2 separate regions of the Sus scrofa genome follow, and region 1 is linked to region 2. A link is a contact called in public Hi-C data. All regions are on one chromosome and are shown on one strand. Each heading gives the region's core, a stretch centred on a gene start, on an enhancer-like site or on the middle of the called end of the contact. The rest is flanking DNA. Distances are from core to core; before and after follow the strand shown. Region 1 overlaps LOC100624136 (sodium/hydrogen exchanger 11). Region 2 has its middle 61 kb from the start of PRDX6.

What was found. A called contact is a pair of places that touch in the nucleus more often than the background predicts.
Region 1: a contact with region 2 is called in a Hi-C map of liver, with 6 times the contacts expected there. The contact joins two enhancer-like sites. A contact is called at or near these places in 4 of 47 Hi-C or Micro-C datasets (epiblast stem cells, liver and skeletal muscle).

Annotation. Positions count from the first base shown.
Region 1 is chr9:115,907,925-115,912,814 of Sscrofa11.1, forward strand. It overlaps LOC100624136 (sodium/hydrogen exchanger 11), which reads right to left. Exons shown (of 32, transcript XM_021063653.1): 16 at 4,885-4,890; 17 at 4,166-4,279; 18 at 435-532. Among named protein-coding and RNA genes, the nearest start is that of PRDX6, 53 kb to the left of the region's middle. Within about 2 kb of position 2,402, at least 1 of the 83 cell types and tissues checked has an H3K27ac peak or open chromatin away from gene starts, as enhancers often do. A contact at or near this core is called in liver, where this site is marked.
Region 2 is chr9:115,794,473-115,799,570 of Sscrofa11.1, forward strand. It overlaps a transcript of TNFSF4 not described here. Among named protein-coding and RNA genes, the nearest start is that of PRDX6, 61 kb to the right of the region's middle. Within about 2 kb of position 3,534, at least 8 of the 83 cell types and tissues checked have an H3K27ac peak or open chromatin away from gene starts, as enhancers often do. A contact at or near this core is called in liver, where this site is marked.

The sequences.
Region 1 (4,890 bases), core at 1,152-3,651, 110 kb after region 2:
ACCTATCAATCCCATAGGTTGGGTCAATTCCTCCAGAGCCTGTTCCAACCCAGAGGGCAGTTTAATGGCAGGCTCCAGGCTTCCCCACTTTCCCTATGCAGTAATTTAGTAAACGTGATATAAAGACAAAATAATTGAAATCACAACTAAATCTATATGAGTTTTTTTATGGCTCCCCTTGTCTCTTATATAATTGCTCTATAGTCAGATCTTCCTCCAAAAACTCCTCATAATCAAAATTATGAAGTTTTGAGAAAAAAATCTGAGAGAAAAAAGTATAAACAAGTGAAAATGGAAATAAATGGGTAGATGGATGGATAGATAGATGAGATAAAAGGAATGACCAATCTGTACACCTGACTTTCAGTTTGGTCATTCATTACCACATTCCCATTCAATTTTGGAAATATCAAATAAAGAAGTATTACACTTACTTTCCTTGAACGTGGCAATAGCTTTTGATTGCACCAATTAATGTCCGGGCTGCCTCTACACCAAGGACTCCATCGTTACACTGTTTTTCAAAGCTACTCTAAACATAATTTTAAATAAAAATTACAAAGGACCAAAGCATTAAAGTAATGTACTCTGCTTGACCTTTACATAGCTCTCACTTTTAGTATTATTATTGAACTCAATATATAAAAATATAATTTTCAAAAACTTCTATAGCAGGAAATAAACTTCATTAAATTTAAATAGTTACAGACTATTCAATTTTTGCAAAGTATTCTCCTGGATGTTATAAAAGATAAAAAGATTTCTAGCTTCAGAAAACTCAAAATCTATACAATGCAAAGAGTTTACTTCAGGTTTTCAACATCACTAATCATTACAGAAATGCGAATTAAAGCTACAACGAGATATCACCTCATACAGGTCAGAATGGCTACCATCAAAAAGTCTACAAATAATAAATGCTGGAGAGTATGTGGAGAAAAGGGCACCCTTTTACACTATTGGTGGAAATGAAAACTTGTGCAGCCACTATTGAAAACAGTATGCGGGTTCCTTAAAAAACTAAAAATAGAGCTAGCATATGATCTAGTAACTCTACTCACTTCTGCATGTAAATTAAAAAAATATATATTCTAATTCGAAAAGATACATGCACCCCAATGTTCATAGCAGCACTGTTTACAACAGCCAACACACAGAAACAACCCAAGTGCCCATCAACAGACAATTTGCTTATGAAGATGTGGTATGTGTATATATATATATAATGAAATACTACTCAGCCATAAAAAATGTGAAACACTGCCATTTATAGCAACATGGATGGATCTAGAGAATATTATGCTTACTGAAATAAGTCAGAGAAAAACAAATACATGGAATGTTAAAAATAACACAAATAAATCTATATAAAATAGAAATAGACTCAGAGACATAGAAAACAAACTTATGGTTACCAAAGGGGAGAAGGATTTGAGAGGGACAAATTAGGAGTATGGAATTAACATGTATAAACTACCACACACAAAAGGATAAGAGTTTACTATATAGTACAAAGACTTATATCCACTATCTTATAATAACCCATAATGGAATATAATCTGAAAAAACCTGAATATCTATGCTGTACACCTGAAACAAACACAATACCATATATCAAATATAGTTCCAATTTTTTAAAAAAAGGTAACATGGAGTAGGTCACTACATAGGATTTTCGGTTTTATTTTATCTTATTTTACTATTTTATTTTATTTTATTATTTTTGGCTGAAACCATGTGGACATTCCCAGGCTAGGGACTGAACCTGTGCCTCAGTTGTGACCTATGCCTCGACTGCGGCAACACTGGATCCTTAACCCACTGTGCCACAAGGGAACTTCCAGATTGATGGTTTAAAAAGTACATGTGGCAGGTCATTATAACAATGGTCCCAATGCAACATGTCTGTGCCCATGCCTCTTTGGAGCTAACACTGCTGCTCCTCCAATCCTTCACTAATTGAATCTGGACTAGCTTTGTGACTTACTTTAACTGATAGAATGGAGGTAAAAGTGATGTTATTCAACTTGCAGAGCCTAGGAGTTCTTGCAGCTTTTCCTTCACCCTGTTGGAACCCAGAGACCACCCTGCTGTGAAGAAGCCCAATCCACTCTACTGGAAGATAGGAGGCCATATGGAAGAGAACCAAAGTGTCCTAAAAGACAACCAGAGTCAATTGCCAACTCTATGAATGAGGACATGCTAGACCCTCCACCTCCAGTTGAACTATGATGGCAGCAGACACATGGCAAGACCAACCACAAAATCATCCAGATTGCCAAACCACAGAACTATGAGAAATACCAAACTATTGTTTTCTGCCAATAAATTTTGCAATACTCCAAAGGCTAACCAAAACAGAAGTCAGCACTGAGAGCTTACATAACAAAAAGCTAAAACATGCGTCATTAGCTTTGGGGCCAGGTGGTGAGCAGAGGCTAGAAGGGCAAAAAGGAGATTGTTAGTGGAAGCTGGAAGAGCAGTGAGAAACTGATGCAGTAGACTAGAGCAAGGCAGATATGCTACAAAGAAGGCTCACAACTGGCAATACTGTCACCTAAGTGAACATGGAAGGTGGAAGATGTACCTAATAAATTTATGTACCTGGCTAAGGAGACTTCTGGATTTCTCATAGTCTAGAAATAGTAAAGTGTCAACTTTTTCAGCTGCATACAATAAAGTATGGGATGATAATGATAAACTGAAGGGCAGCAGTTCAATCTGCAAGCAGAAATTACAGAAACTATAAAGAGACCATGATTTGCCAAGTTGAAAACCAAAGCAATTTCTCATCTGCCATCTCTCCAGGTGACCAAAGTTTGAGGAGTAAAAACCAAATCTAGAGTTCTGCCAGTAAAATATGGCCTCAAGTACAGTCCCAAAGTCATTTCGTTACTTTTTTTTTTTTTTTTTTTTTTTTTTTGGTCAAAACAAGTCATGAAAATAGACTGATTTCAATGGTGGGGAGGAATACAGACACCACCTCTTAATAGGAGATTCTACAAAGAATTCATGATCATACTTTATGTCTTTGGGCAAGAGCCTTTCAAATTCTGAGAATGTTTTAAATTAAGCATAGAAATGTTTTTAAAAATTAAAATATAGTGTTAATATTTTTGTATTAAGAAATATGTTCTTCCACAGAAAAAATAAAAGAGAAGGAATTTATGGATTAAAAGAGACTTAGAGTACATATTCCTTAATTGCAATATGTGAATTTTATTGAAATCCAATTTTGAAATATAAATTGATCACATTTTTGAGATAACTGGAAATTTGATCATTGACCCAATATGTGGTTTTTTAAGGAATTATTAATTTTTAGGTGCAATATGAGTATTTTACTATGTTTTCTAAGAGACTTGAAAATTTAGAAAGACATATTGAAATAGTAACAGATGAAAAGATATGATATATGGGATTTGTTTCAAGATAATATGGAAGATGGGTGAGTGAACGAAGGCAGAGATGGGGCAGGGTTGGTCAAGTGTGAATGGTTTTTAAGGCTGGGTGATGGGTACCTGAGGATTCATTATACTACTGTATTTACATTTGTATATGTCAGAAATTCCTCACAATAATAAGTTTTAAAATCTAAGCAAAAAAGAAAGACTCTGGGCATAGTGAGTCTTTTATATGTTTGTAAAACTGAATGACATATGAACTATTATACTAAAACCCCAATTTTAAGTGTGCAATTGGATAAGGTGATTTTACCTAGTACTCTTTCTGTGTTTTACAGCATTTAAATATTACATTTTAAATATTTTAAGAGAATTTTGATTCAATAGATTTATTTTAACTTCTTGGATTTACAAGAGTTAAACAAGCACTTCAGAGAATTTTGTATAAAAGGAACTCAAATACATTAAATTTATAAAGGCAGTTTTAAATCTTTGAAGCTGTTTAATTAACTAAGTATGTAAGTGGCACCAAACATTATTCAAAGAATCCTCAAAAGTAAACGTAAATCTGCTAGACTTAGAACAAGAAGATTTGTGACTTGAATTTAAAGCCTAAGAGGTTTATTTTTTATTTCTTAATTTCCATACACCAAACATAAATGTTAACAACCAATCAAAGGTGAAAAAAAATTCTAGTCACTTGAAAAGCATATGCAAAAAAAAATTTTTTTTTTAAAGCAGATTATATGAGGGGTACCAACCATTTGTATTATAGCTATATGCAATCTGGCTTCTTCTATTAAAACCTCATCGGTTGGGCACTCCTCCTTTGCTTTTTTATCATATGAAGTGTGGGCAAACTGAACAGTATCAGACTAGGTTTAAAAAAAAATAGAGACAAAGTTAAAAATAAGTTAAAATGATTAGGAGCTGTCAAATACACTCAGAAAAGATTCCAACAACTCAAACGAGAGTCAGTAAAATGAAAGGTTGTGAATAAATGAACAACACTCTCCCTATAAGAAACGTGGCTTTCAATTGTGGTGAAGCAACTATTTGTTTGGAGAGATTTAGAAGCCAAATTCCTCCCCAAATAAGTCTACCCTTAACTGCTCTCTGAAGCAGCCGTTGTTTTCTGCTTTTGATTGTACTTACACAGGGTCAGCTCTCTCACTTCATCCACCAACTGGAAAAGTCGCCCTGGCAGAGGTCATTCATAGTTACTCAGCCAGCCACTGTGTAACAACACCAATTCTGCTGTGTTTGGCAGATAAGGCTGGATCACCAAGACCTCCTCTTTGGAGACAGAATTCAAAGAAGTATTTTTGCCAATACAGCAAAGCTACTAAATATGTCCCCCGTTAGTATCCTGACATATAACTAGCAAAATTAAGTTTTTTTATAATAAACTAAAGAAAGAGAGGCAGATCCAGGAAGGAAAACGACTATTTTTTTTTTTTTTGGCCAGGAATCGACTCACAGGAAT
Region 2 (5,098 bases), core at 2,284-4,783:
TATCCTTGATGGAAAAACTGAAAGAGGAGAAACTGAAGTCGTGGAGGCTGCTTAGGAGGTAATTTAGGAGGACGACTGCATAATCCAAGAAAAGACTCTGAAGACCTGAAGTAAAAGAACAGTGCTGGGAATAGGGAAGAAAGGATATGTTTAAAAGCTCTCATGGAAATGGGATCCCTAGGACTTAGCAAATAATTGACGTGTGAGATGAAGTAAAGGAAGAGATTGAAAGTTGGGCTCTAGGAGGATGTTAGTGTCATAATCCAACTAGTGAAGAGGGGAAAAGGAGCAGATTTGGAAGAGAAGTCAATGAATCTATTTGGAACACATCCAGTTAGAGGCCAGTAATAGCACAACCAGACAGGAAAACATCACGACAAAGATTCTCTTCTTGACCAAACTCTACTCAGATGCCCCTGAAGTCTCTTCTCATGTCCAATTCTCTGCATGGTCCGATTTTAGCAACAAACCTGCTCAGTCGGTTTAGCCAGAATCCCCCATCCTCCATAGGGGATCACCCTCAATATCTAATCAGGTTCTTTGTCCTCCATAATCAGTAGGTGACATCTGGTCACCCTGGTCTGCCTTCGGCAAGAATCCCAGTAGGTCAGTTTAGTTAGGACCCCTCTTACCCTTGATGTTTCCTCTTAGTAATTTCACATCCACTAACCAACCTGCTCCTCCCCACTTGTCCTTCTATTTGGAAATGAGCCCAGCTTTATACTCAGATCTCTTTTCTCTTATTGCAACAGTTTTTTCTAAATAAAATCTGTTTTTACCACTTCATGTCCAGGTCTGGTTTTTCTTAGCAGTAGTTAGGAATTCAGCCTTTTCAAAGGAGAAATCAGAGGTGATAAAGTATTAATGCACATATGGCATTTTGTGTCTCCACACCACCAGCAGAGAAGTTGAGCCAGGTGCTGTGGCTAAATCATGGACTGTTTCTACATTCTACACACTTCTGTTCTCTTTTCTGTTAATATCATTCTTTGTAAATCTCCCGGTGAATTTTCCACTCTTTCTGACTCTCATTATGGGGGTGTGATAGGCAGAATAACAGCTCCCAAAAGACATTCATGTCCCAATCCTTGGAACCTGTGAATATATTACCTTATGTGCCAAAAGGGTCTTGGCAATGGTGAGTAAGTTAAATTTTTTTAAATGAGGGCTTTTTCTGGATTATTCCAGAGGGCCCAGTATAATCTCAAGGGCTCCTACAAAAAGGATAAAAGACAATCAGTGAGAGAGAGAAGTTGGAAGATGCTAACAGCCTGCTAGCTTTGAAGATGGAGGAAGGGACATGAGCCAATGAATGAAGGCAGCCTCTAGAAGCTGGACAAAGCAAGGGAGAAGATTCAGTCCTCAATGCTCCAGAAGGAATACAGCTCTGCTGACATTCATGCTAGCAAAACCCAGTTCAGATTTCTGGCCTTTGGAACTATAAGATAATACATTTTTATTGTTTTAAGCCACTTCTTTTGTAGTAACTTTTCATAGCAGCTATAGGCAACCAATAAAACAGATGTAGGGAATGGGCTAGTCCTCATTAGCACGTGAGCAATGAAAGGTTGTGGGCAGATAACTTTTAAGCACAATTGATGGGTGGTTGGTCTACAGTAGTTCTCAGTAAGAATGAGAATGCCTTGCCCTCTCTAGGGAATATGGGGAAAGTTTGGAAATGTTTTTGTCACAACTGCAGGATGTTACTGGATATTACTGTCACGACTGGATATTACTGTCAACTAGAGACCAGGATGCTATTCAACATTCTACAATGCATAGGAAAGCCCCCCCATAACAAAGAATTGTCCAGTCCAAAATTTCAATAGTGTCAAGATTAAGGAAAAAATTGAATCTGATTCTGACCAAACCTCTAGATCAAACTATTAATGTATTAATTTACAGGAAAGAGAAGGTTCAGGATCCTGTTAAATAGCACCCCATGGATCCAATTAGAGAAATCTATTGGAAAAAGTTATGTTTTTCAACAGATTGTAAGAGTAATAAAAGACAAAGGGATATGGAACAGGGGAATCTACGGGATAAGAGACAAAATAACCAAGTGGAATACATAGACATAATTTGGATCCTAATTCAAATTTATTATAAAAAATGCACACACGCATTTATGAGACAACTCTAAATATTAGCTAGACGATTATGGCATGAAAGAATTATTGCTAACTCAGGTGAATTATTTGTGTCAAGGTAACTTTTTTTTAAAGGAGTCTGTATCTATTAGAACTACATGTTGAAATGTTTACAGATGAAACAATGTATCAAATTTCCTTCAAAATAATACAGGAGAGGGGCTGTGTGTGAAACCAGATTAGGCCATGAGTTGATCATTGTTGAAGTTGGTGAAGGGCACATGGGAGTTTATGATGCTATTCTTTCTACATTTATATGCTCAAAATTTTCCATATTAAAACAGTTTAAAAAGATTACGAAAATGTTTCTATTTTAAAATGTCTATTTTTCAGAGAGAGAATGGTCCCTCTCCCTTTCCTATACGCCCTCATCTCTCCAAATGATCTGTCACATTTGCCATGCTCAGAAATGTGCGCCTAAGCAAAATCAAAAAGAAAACATGGAGTTCCCGTCATGCCGCAGTGGTTAACGAATCCGACTAGGAACCATGAGGTGGCGGGTTCGATCCCTGCCCTTTCTCAGTGTGTTGAGGATGCACCGTTGCCCTGAGCTGTGGTGTAGGTTGCAGACGCGGCTTGGACCCCATGTTGCTGTGGCTCTGGCATAGGCTGGCGGCTACAGCTCCGATTCGATGCCTAGCCTGGGAACATCCATATGCCCCGGGAGCGGCCCAAGAAATGGCAAAAAGACAAAAAAAAAAAAAAAAAGAAAGAAAGAAAACATATGCAGAGTTCACTCACCATTTGTCAGGTGCCGAACAGAAAATATCCCAGTTTAGAATGTGCGGCATTCACTTGTAAAGAGAGAGAAGCTGGGAGGGGTGCTGTTGTTTACTAGATTCCCCTAGTTTTCTGTGGCTCTTGGAAGGAGGAATCCGTACTCAAAAGGCTGAAACCCAGTGCTTAAGCACAAGCTGGGCCGCCACCTCCACCTCCTGTGGGGAAAAAGACCTCCTGGCTCATCCACCTTTAAACCCCCACCACCGAGCACTGTGCAGCACTTGGTGGGCACTCTGCAAATGTTTGAGGAGGGAGGAGGAGGATTTAGCAGGCTTTGTTTTTAAGCAAGCATAAATAAATGTTTTGTGGAGTGTTAGCAACATCCTTCAGTCCTAATCAGAGAGTTTCCTTTTAGAATCACCACAACTGCAAAGTGACCTCACCAGCACAGACGCAGGGCTCCCCATCTTAGCAAGAAGTTTCAGGGAGGTGCTGGGCTGAGGCTGTCAGCTGCTGCTTTGTCAAATAAATCCTATACCTAAAATAACTACTCACACAGGCCCACTCAAGTGCTACAATTTTATTTTTAACCTTTATCATAGTCCTCAAGACAGGTGTGGAGGGCCTTGCCCACAGCCGTTGAGTCACACCTGAGCTCACTCCACCCACCCCTCCTGCTCTCCGGCTAGGGATCTACTCCCATAGAGCACAACCGCTGCACAGCAGAGAGGTGATAACACTGCATGATATACTTAAAAACTTGCTAAAAAGGTAGATTTGATGTCACGTGTTCTTATTACAAAAATAAGCAAACATATTACATAACTAAGTAGGGTGGGAGGAAACTTTTGGGAGGCAATGGGTATGTTTATGGCACATATGGTAATGGTTTCACAGGTGTACAGTTACCTCCAAACTCATTAAGTTGTGTTCATTAAAAACACTTGACCCTTGGGAATTGTTGTTGTGGCGCAGCGGAAACGAATCTGACTAGTATCCATGAGGATGCAGGTGTGATCCCTGGCCTCATCAGTGAGTCGGGGATCCAGCATTGCTGTGAGATGTGGTAATAGGCCATAGGCCGACATCTGCAGCTCTGGCTCGAGCCCTAGCCTGGAACTTCCACATGCTGCGCGTGCAGCCCTGAAAAGAAAAAACAAAAAATAAATAAACACTTGACCCTTGAACACAGGTTTGAACTGCCCAGGTCCCCTTGTATGCAGATTTTTTTCAATAACATACACTACAGTACCACATGATCAGTACCACACCATCAGTGGCTGAGTGAATCCACCAACACAGAGTTACAGATAAGAAGAAACCAAGGATTCAGAAGAACCACCGATACGGAGGGCCAACTACAAGTTATCCCCTGGGATTTTCAGCTTCCCAGGGGGTCAGTGTCTCAACCCCTGAGTTGTTGAAGGATCACTGTAGTTTTTTGCCTATCAATCATACCTCAATAAAGAAGGGTTGCTGAGCTTGCTATTCAAAGGAACCTGGGGTCAAAGAAAACAGAAGGTCTCCAGAGAACTCACTACTCAGGTAGCATTGAAAAAGGACAGCCGGCCAATCTGAATGGTCTTCATTTACCCAGCTGGATATCTATCTATTGTATACAAATATATCTCTTTTTTACTGAGGGTGCAGGATTCACAACTGCTTTCTTAGCATACTTCTGCCAGTCACCAATCTTTTTTACATTTTTATGTTTAATGTAAATAACTTTTTAAAAGTTTTCCACTTTGCCTGTGTCAAGAGCAGATGTTTTGAAAGAGCACAGTTGTGAAAACAAACATGTGATGGCCTAAGGAGTTAGGAGAGAGAATGCCAAAGAAAACACTTCGCAATGAGAGGGGAAAGTATCACGGGGAAGAGGACAGAACAGGGGTTTCGCTGCCTTCCTTACGTTGCTTGTTATGAGAACAATTAACCTGGCACTCACATTCCCTAAGGGATTCTTTTAAAAAGTGGACGCAGAGTAAATAGGACTCCATAGTTACAATAAAGAGCTGATGGAAGTGTTCGCAGCAGGAACCGATATCATACTCTATGAATAATTTTACAACATATGCAATCTCAACATTTATGTATTCTGTCACTTCGGTCAGAGGTAACTCAGGCAGTGTATTTAATCCTAAAAAAAATTCTCCAGACAAGAAACTCTTTCCCTAGAGCCCAAAGAGCCCACAAAGTCCTACCTTCTCAGATTCTCAAAGCTCAGCTGG